Regions from separate parts of the Mus musculus genome. Here region 1 is linked to region 2. Evidence: chromatin contacts called from public ChIA-PET data. All regions are on one chromosome and are shown on one strand. Each heading gives the region's core, a stretch centred on a gene start, on an enhancer-like site or on the middle of the called end of the contact. The rest is flanking DNA. Distances are from core to core; before and after follow the strand shown. Region 1 has its middle 16 kb from the start of Gm41069. Region 2 holds the start of Gzma (granzyme A).

Region 1 (3,973 bases), core at 1,281-3,780, 140 kb after region 2:
GAGCAAGTATTACTCTCATAGGGGACCCAAGTTTGATTTGTAGCACCTATGTCAGGTGGCTCACAAATGCTATAACTCTGGCTCCAGGGGCTCCAACACCTCTGAGGGCACTCAAACACACGTGGCTATAACACGCTCACACAGACATACATACACATATATACAGAAAAGCAAACCAAAACTAAACTAAACTAAACTAAGCAAACAAAAAATCCAAAATATTTGTAATGAAATAAATAAAATATAACTTCCTGCTTTGATTTTGGGTCCAAGTTCAGTTTTTTCTTATTCAATAGATTTATGTTGGTGGTATGGGCCTTCCTGTGAGTAGCAATTAATATGTCAGAAAGACAGAGTGAAGTGGACACTGGAGAGGTTGCCCGGTGGTTAGAGCACTCGTTGTTCTTGTACAGGACCTGAGTTTGGTTCCCAAGATCCAATTCATCCCAGTATATAAGGCTCGCTCATGACTGTCTGTAACTTCAACTCCAGGGGATCTTACACCTTCTTCTGACATCTAAAGATACCTACACTCACATGCACATCCTCACCCACAGATACTGGGTACTGACATGCAATTCACACCAGGAAATTGGCTATAGATAAACAGTTCTTCTGAGTATTCCCACATGTTAATAAGCCAGGCACGCTTATTCAAACAATTAGCTTTGTAAACAGAAGACTAAATCAAAGTCTAATACTTAGGAACACACACACTAAATCGAGAGAGAGAGAGAGAGAGAGAGAGAGAGAGAGAGAGAAAGAAATGATTGACTATTGATAGGAAGACCTCTGGCAGCCTTGCTGGGCCCAACGCTTGCTAACATGGTTGGATAAGCATACCGTGTACCTTGGTGGTTTACTCCAGGCTGGGCAAAAGCTTTCATAATTTTCAGTGTTGTATACACATTTAAAGTTTCCCTCAGAGTCAGGAAAATTGAGAGCACGGGTAACAGCCAGGGACTGAAGCTTAAGCGAAGGATTGCAGTTCAGACAAACGATTGGAGCATTTCCTTCTGTAACTCTCTTGTTCTGGGGAAGAGATAACTTGCTTGTCCATTCGGGCACGGACATGCTTTGATTTCAAGAGTGTCACCATTCCTACCAGGAAACTGAATGTAAGTAAATTGTACTTCTATGTATTCAAATATACTATTAAGTTGGACACCCTTACTCAAACAATTAGTTTTGTAAATAGAAGACTGAGCCAAAGCTCAGTATATAAGGATATCTTTCCCCCAGAGTCTTCTAACACTCTCTGGACTTCAGCAGACATGTACTTACGGTTTGGACTGTTGACAAGAGACTAGGAAGTCCCAGTGCTAACAGCCTGTTCTCAAATCCTCTCCTGTCCCCATTGCTTAGAGCAGGGATCTCACCCTTACCCCAAATGTTGTGCTACCATGTTTATCACAGCAGTTACAGGTGTGTGGAGATGGTGATCCCGTGACCTCTTTTTTTTTAAAGATTTATTTATCTTATTTATATGAGCACACTGTAGCTGTCTTCAGACACACAAGAAGAGGGCACCAGGCCAGGCAGTGGTGGCGCACGCCTTTAATCCCAGCACTTGGGAGGCAGAGGCAGGTGGATCTCTGAGTTCAAGGCCAGCCTGGTCTACAGAGTGAGTTCCAGGACAGCCAGAGCTACACAGAGAAACCCTGTCTCGAAAGATCCCATTATAGATGGTTGTGAACCATCATGCAGATCATGCAGTTGCTGGGAATTGAACTCAGGACCTCTGGAGGAGCAGTTGGTGCTCTTAACCACTGAGCCACCACTCCAGCCCTCCCTTGAGCTTCTCTGCAGCTTCTGTCAAAGGCAGCCTCACCTGTCTACACACTGTGCTGTACAAACATTTGTTCTCTGTATGTGCCACAGCAGGGGAAAAGGAGACCATTAACAAGGTCATGAGGTTAATTATCAAGGTTTAATTAAATTCCAGGTGTGTCCCCTGTTTGACATTGAGACAACATATTAGTGTTGTCATGCACAAAGTCCACACTTAAGAATCAAACAATTACAGCCCCATGCACGGTGGTGCAAGCCTATAGTCCCAGCAGGTGGGAAACAGAGGCAGGCAGATCTCTGTAAGTTTGAGGCCACCCTGGTCTACAAAGCAAGTCTAGGACACTCAGGGCTTGTTATACAGAGAAACATTGCCTTGAAAAACAAACAAACAAACAAACACACAAACAAACACACAACAAAACAATCAATTTAGTCAAGCCCCCAAAATTGCTCTTTCCAGATAGATCTCCTAATGTTATAAGTATGTTTACGGTTTATGTTGGGCAGCGTTCCTAGCCCTGAGTTCCGTGGAGCCTGTGGCCCACAGGCAGCACATGTCTGTCTGCACTGGCCTTTGAAACTTTTGTCAGCTTGCTCATGCCCTCTGCTTCCAGACTGATCTTCTAGTGCTCTACAATCTCAGGGCTATACTACACAGGGACTCCCCTCCCTCCCTTTCTCTCCCTTCCTCCTTCCTTTGTTCACATGGTGCTCTATCTCCCTGTCTCTGTCTCTGTCCCTCCCCCCTCTCTCCCTCCCTTCTCCTTTCCTTTTCCCTCCCTCCCTTTCTCTCCCTTCCTCTTTCCCTTGTTCACATGGTGCTCTATCTCCCTGTCTCTGTCTCTGTCTCTGTCTCTGTCTCTGTCTCTGTCTCTGTCTCTCTCTCTCTCTCTCTCTCTCTCTCTCTCTCTCTCTCTCTCTCTGTACGACCTACACATACACTCTTTGGATCAGTCCAGTGACTGCCTTGGCCTCCTTTGCTTTCCCAGCATCTTGTGACTCTGCAAAACAAAAGCTTCCACTTCCGCTTCCTCCTTGACACTGTCTGCCGCTGAAGCACTCTCCTTCCTGTGCACTCACAAGACATTTGCCACGTTTGCTTGTTACCTTCCCAGCCATTTGCCACATTCTGCCTCTGATGTTAGTTATTAGTGAGCGGTGGCCGTTTGGTTTATCTGTTTCCCTGCTCATTGGATGCAAATACAAAGGGGATAAAATTAGCACTCTTAATATTATACATCTACCATGTGCCAGGGCTTTGGGGGGGGAGGGGGGCTCTGTAAGTCTGACAGTGTGCAGTCTTCACAGTGTCCTCTGTGTGAGAGAAGCATGTTGTAGATGGAGAAGCTGAGGAACAACTAGGCTGGCTGCCTCTAGGCTAGGGAGTTTAATAAAGGAAGAGAGAAACTGCAGAGCAAAGTCCTGCTGGGTGGCTCTGCTGCTGGGCCTAGTGCTCACCCCATGCCTAGATCTAAGCCTGGAAGGGAGTGGGTGGAGCTTGGTGGAAGCCTGGTTTGTGATTTTGCTTCATGCACTGCTTCAGGTGATGGTAAAACCTTGGCAAGAGATCTGATCCACGGACATGAAAATCCTTCTCAGCAGAGAACGCCTCTCCCTAGAATCAAACCTAAGGCGTCCCAGGAACAAAGTGGGTAGATGGAAGCTATCTTTTCTTTGCTTGAAAAAGAATCTTCAGTTTAATACCAGGACCACATGTCTATAAATTAAAAAGATACTCTTTGGCTAAGTGCATGCCCTCCGCTCTTCCTACTCAGGCACTGTTTATCTTGTAATGGTTACATTCTGTTACTGTGCCTTGAGCAAAGGTTTGAAGGCAGTACTTAGATTAAATTAAGTCAGTCATTAATTTAACGGGGCAACTTTTTTAGCTACCGTGCCTTAGGTGGAGGGGCTGGTGGGGGTAGGGGGAGGTAACACAATATTTAAGAGGTAACAATATTTAATTTGCTGTATAAGCAAAAAGTGATGTCAAAATCATCTGAACATAAACAGAATTTTCAAGTTATTAAAAATGATTGTATCTAATATCTATGCCTGCGTGTTTGTGTTTGTGTTTGTGTGTGTGCATGAGTGTGCCAAAGGAGGTCAGAGGACATCTTCCAAGAGTCAGTTTTCCCTGTCACCCATGGCTCTGGTGATCCAACTGAGGATTATCAGACAT
Region 2 (3,838 bases), core at 831-3,330:
GAGATTTCAGGTATCAAGAGCAGCACTCTCATCCACAAGTCAGGAGAATAACACAGGTTGCACCTCAGGTTCTCATTCAATCCCCAGACCTAACATGGTTTAGTTAAAACCCTTTCCAAATGAACTATAAGGAGCAGAGGAACTATGAGTAGATAATCAGCCTTAGCAGAACTTGCATGAAATGGGCCAGGCTAATAGATCTACTGTGAGAGAATGGGGAGACAGAGAGGCACAACGCAGGCATGGTTGATGGGAAATGACCTTGTGTCCTGTGACAGAGCTTCTGGATTTCAACTTCTATGCAAAATATTCCTGGATTCTCCTGAAACCCTTCTGCCCGTTTTGGCTGAGTGTTATGTTTGCTTGAGTAGAGATCAACACTTCTTATTCCATAACGAAGTCCAACTACTGGCCCAAAGTGTCAGTTGTAGACCTGGAACTTCTCATCAGGTTGAGGAGAGTGAGAGGCAGGAAGAGAGAAGGCAGGGTTCACTTTCCATAAGGGAATTGGGACGAAGGCAGAATTTTAGGCTTCAGAAATAGAATGGAACAGAATCAAAGGGAATTTATCCACATCCCTAGTTTTCCTGGGGTGACTCTCACAAAGCTGGACTGCAAAGGACTATCTGTGGACATCATGATGAATTCAAGGAGATTCTCTTCTGTAGGGCTCTGGCTCTGAGCACACATGCTGGCCTGAGCAGTAGGGCCAGGTTGCCACCAGCCAGTCTTAAAAAGGTCGTCATAAGGATTAGAGCAGGTGGAAAGCTTTAAAGACCAGCAATGCTCACCCCATTCAGAGTCATATTAGTAGAATTTGTGAGGCAGGAGCTGGGGTGTTCAGACATTGTTTCAAAAGCCTGCCAGACTGCTCTGACTAGTCCAGCATATGACGTACTGCGTTCTTGCTCCCTCCCTTCTGGGTCCACACAGCTGCTCTGAACACGGAAAACAAAGTGTAAAAGGAAAAGTTGTCCTTACTGTTTACTTTGAAGAAAATAAATAATTGGATTAAAAAAAAAACCTCAGAAAACCAAAATTCAATTATAAAGGAATAAAGAGGAAAGAAAATCTGCTCTAATCTCATAGCACTGCCATGCTGGTCATGTGTCCACTTTTGGTCTCAAACATCTTTCAACCTTGTTTTAAAATTCCCTTTCATTGTTAGTCACACGCTAAATCCTAGGACTTCTTTTAGATTCCTCTCTGCATCTCCTACTTCTAAAAGCTTATTTGTCCTGGGGTAAATCCTGGCGGTTTCCATATTTGCCTGCCATTTTTACCCCCCGCCAATCTTCCTACCAGGTTCTTCAAGGGACATGGAGAACCTCACAGAAGCTGTTGTTCTTCCCGGGTCAGGGCAAGAACAATGATGGCATTCCCACCAGTGCATGGTCCTTTCCCTCAGACAGGAATATTGGTTCCTATTCACTACATAGCAGGAACAGCTGAAGAGAAAATACTACAGCTCTCCCAAGCAGTCCGTGTGAGAGATCTTCCCCAGAGTCAGGAAGACTTGCCAGGAAAACACTAACCAAGAGAAATAGTGAGAAACTCCCCACAGTCCTCATTAGCTTCTGCTGTCCAGCTTGGTTAGGTGTGACCCTCTCCAAAGCTGTCTGCACAGTAGTCAAAGAAAGAAAGGCTGAGATGCCTCATTTACCACTATTACCTCTCTTGGAAGACAGGTTGATCTCCCAACTCAAGAGTATTTCATTCATTTCTTTGCTCATCTCAAGTTCCCTTTTAAGGCAATATTCAAGCTATAAATCGGCAGCAATCTCCATTGGTGGTTCTGCTAATTTTTGGAAAGAAACTATGAATACATATTTTTTCCTCTAAAACTACTGAAATTCAAAAATGAATGCTAAGTGTTCCCAGGCTTTGAGTATTCTCAGTTATACTTAAGACATCATGGTGAAAGCACCCCACAAATCTATTCTATGATGGTTTTGATGAAAATTACATGAGTCTGTCTTACCTTCAGGAATAAGCAGAAGAAAAAGGAGAGTAGCAAGAGATGGCCCCCGGGGACCAGAGGCGTTCCTCATCGTGGCTCTCCCACCCCAATCAGCAGGGATCTCTGTGTTTGTTTCTTTCTACTTATATATGAGAGTGCAAAGGATGTGGTTTTGTTCTTCTCTTTCAAATGTCCAGGTGTAGAGCTGGAAAATGAAACTAAAATAGGGAGAGTAGGCGTTGTCCCTCCTCACCTGCAGTAGTGCTGTTGTAGTTTGTGCTGCCCGGTGGAGATGGAGGTTTGTAGCCTCCTAGGGAAAGCTGAGAGGGAAGAGAATCGTGTTGCCATTAGAATGTAGTTCATAAGCAGGGACTAGAAATGACTCAGTTGGGGTGTTTTTATCAATGGCCATATTTTCTTCAGGGTCCCTTAGTAGGAGCTCTTTGAAAAGCCAGAAATCAGAGTTTTAGATGCTAAGGAGGTAGATCATCTGTTCAAGTACTTGCCACACAAACACAAGGACCTGAGTTCAAATCCCCAGAACCCACAAAACAATCTGGGTGCAATAGCGTGTGGCTGTGATCCCAGAACTGCAGAGATAGGAAGATCTAACTGCACTGGCAACCTCCAGGTTTAGTGAGAGACCCTGTCTCAAAAGATAGTGGGAACTGCTTGAGGAAGATGCCAGGGTCAATCTCTGGTCTCTTCGTGCATATGCATACACATGTATACACACACACACTCTCTCTCTCTCTCTCTCTCTCTCTCACACACACACACTTGGAATTAAAAAAAAAAGTCCTAAAATTGGTCCCAAAGCACATTTCTTTTTACCTATTTTCTTGGGTTATAAGAATAGATAAGACGAATACAAGCAGAGGTCTAGAGGGACATTTATGGACAGTAGTTCGTGCCGTAATAATAAAGTACGTGTAATCAAGGATAGGTTAATTTGTCCCAGCATTAGGGACAGTTGCTTTCTTGAAACAGACATCCTCCATGGTCCGTCTCTGGAGGACAGTGCTGACTTGGTTTCTAGTAGAAAGTCTTGAGCTTTCTATCTGAGTAGAGGAAGTGGTCTCTGTCGTGAGGCACAGGGCCGGCTCTATGTTTGTCCCACGAGGATGTCTGGTTAAGCCCCTCGTCCCCACCGTTAACACCTTGTGGCTTCAGGCCAACTGAGTACTTCTTCAGAAACCACGTGACCTTAGAAGGGCCCCCTGCTGAGACACCTGTGGTTCTTGGTCCCACGTTATCATTTGGTCATTATCATTTCATCATTGTCGGGAACATCAGTGAGATAGCAGGAGATCGTGAGATAGCATGCTTCAGGTTTTCATGAGTAATTTTCTTGTCAGTTTTTTTTTTTCCTTTTACAAATTCACACTTGCACCGAATGAAAAGGGGGGAAGATTGTCAGTTTTGTTTATATATAACTGTGGTCATGTTTTCTCCATTTATTCTGACTTTTAAAAATTATTATTATGTTATATTTTATATATATATATACATTTAAATTTAATTTTATTTGTAACTCATTTTTTACACTCCATATTCCATTCCCTGCCACACCCCATCCACCATCTGGCTGCTCCACATCCCACAGCTCCTCCCAACCCCACCCCATCTCCATGTGGATGCCTCCACCCCCACCCCACCTGACCTGTAACTCCCTGGGGCCTCCTGTCTCTTGAGGGTTAGGTGCATCATCTTTGAATGAACACAGACCTGGAGGTATGTGTGTTGGGGGCCTCATATCAGCTGGTGTGTGCTGCCTGATTGATGGTTCTGTGTTCGAGAGATCTCAGGGGTCCAGATCAATTGAGACTGCTGGTCCTCCTACAGGATCGCCCTCTTCCTCGGCTTCTTTCAGCTTTC

Evidence for each region. ChIA-PET counts read pairs in DNA pulled down with a chosen protein or histone mark.
Region 1: an RNA polymerase II ChIA-PET map of effector CD8 T cells shows a contact between it and region 2, with 8 read pairs. The contact joins the enhancer-like site here to the promoter of Gzma in region 2. A contact is called at or near these places in 13 of 39 promoter capture datasets (the 3T3-L1 cell line, the SN4741 cell line, cranial neural crest and 8 more), 1 of 484 Hi-C or Micro-C datasets (embryonic stem cells), 4 of 115 datasets of contacts at active chromatin or transcription factors (the SCID.adh cell line, effector CD8 T cells and embryonic stem cells) and 2 of 9 other capture datasets (adipose tissue and embryonic stem cells).

Annotation. Positions count from the first base shown.
Region 1 is chr13:113,239,506-113,243,478 of GRCm38.p6, forward strand. No RefSeq gene overlaps it. Among named protein-coding and RNA genes, the nearest start is that of Gm41069, 16 kb to the left of the region's middle. Within about 2 kb of position 2,531, at least 43 of the 459 cell types and tissues checked have an H3K27ac peak or open chromatin away from gene starts, as enhancers often do. A contact at or near this core is called in the SCID.adh cell line, effector CD8 T cells and macrophages, where this site is marked.
Region 2 is chr13:113,098,901-113,102,738 of GRCm38.p6, forward strand. It overlaps Gzma (granzyme A), which reads right to left and starts at 2,081. Exons shown (of 5, transcript NM_010370.3): 1 at 1,982-2,081. The coding sequence starts at 2,051. It also overlaps a transcript of Cdc20b not described here.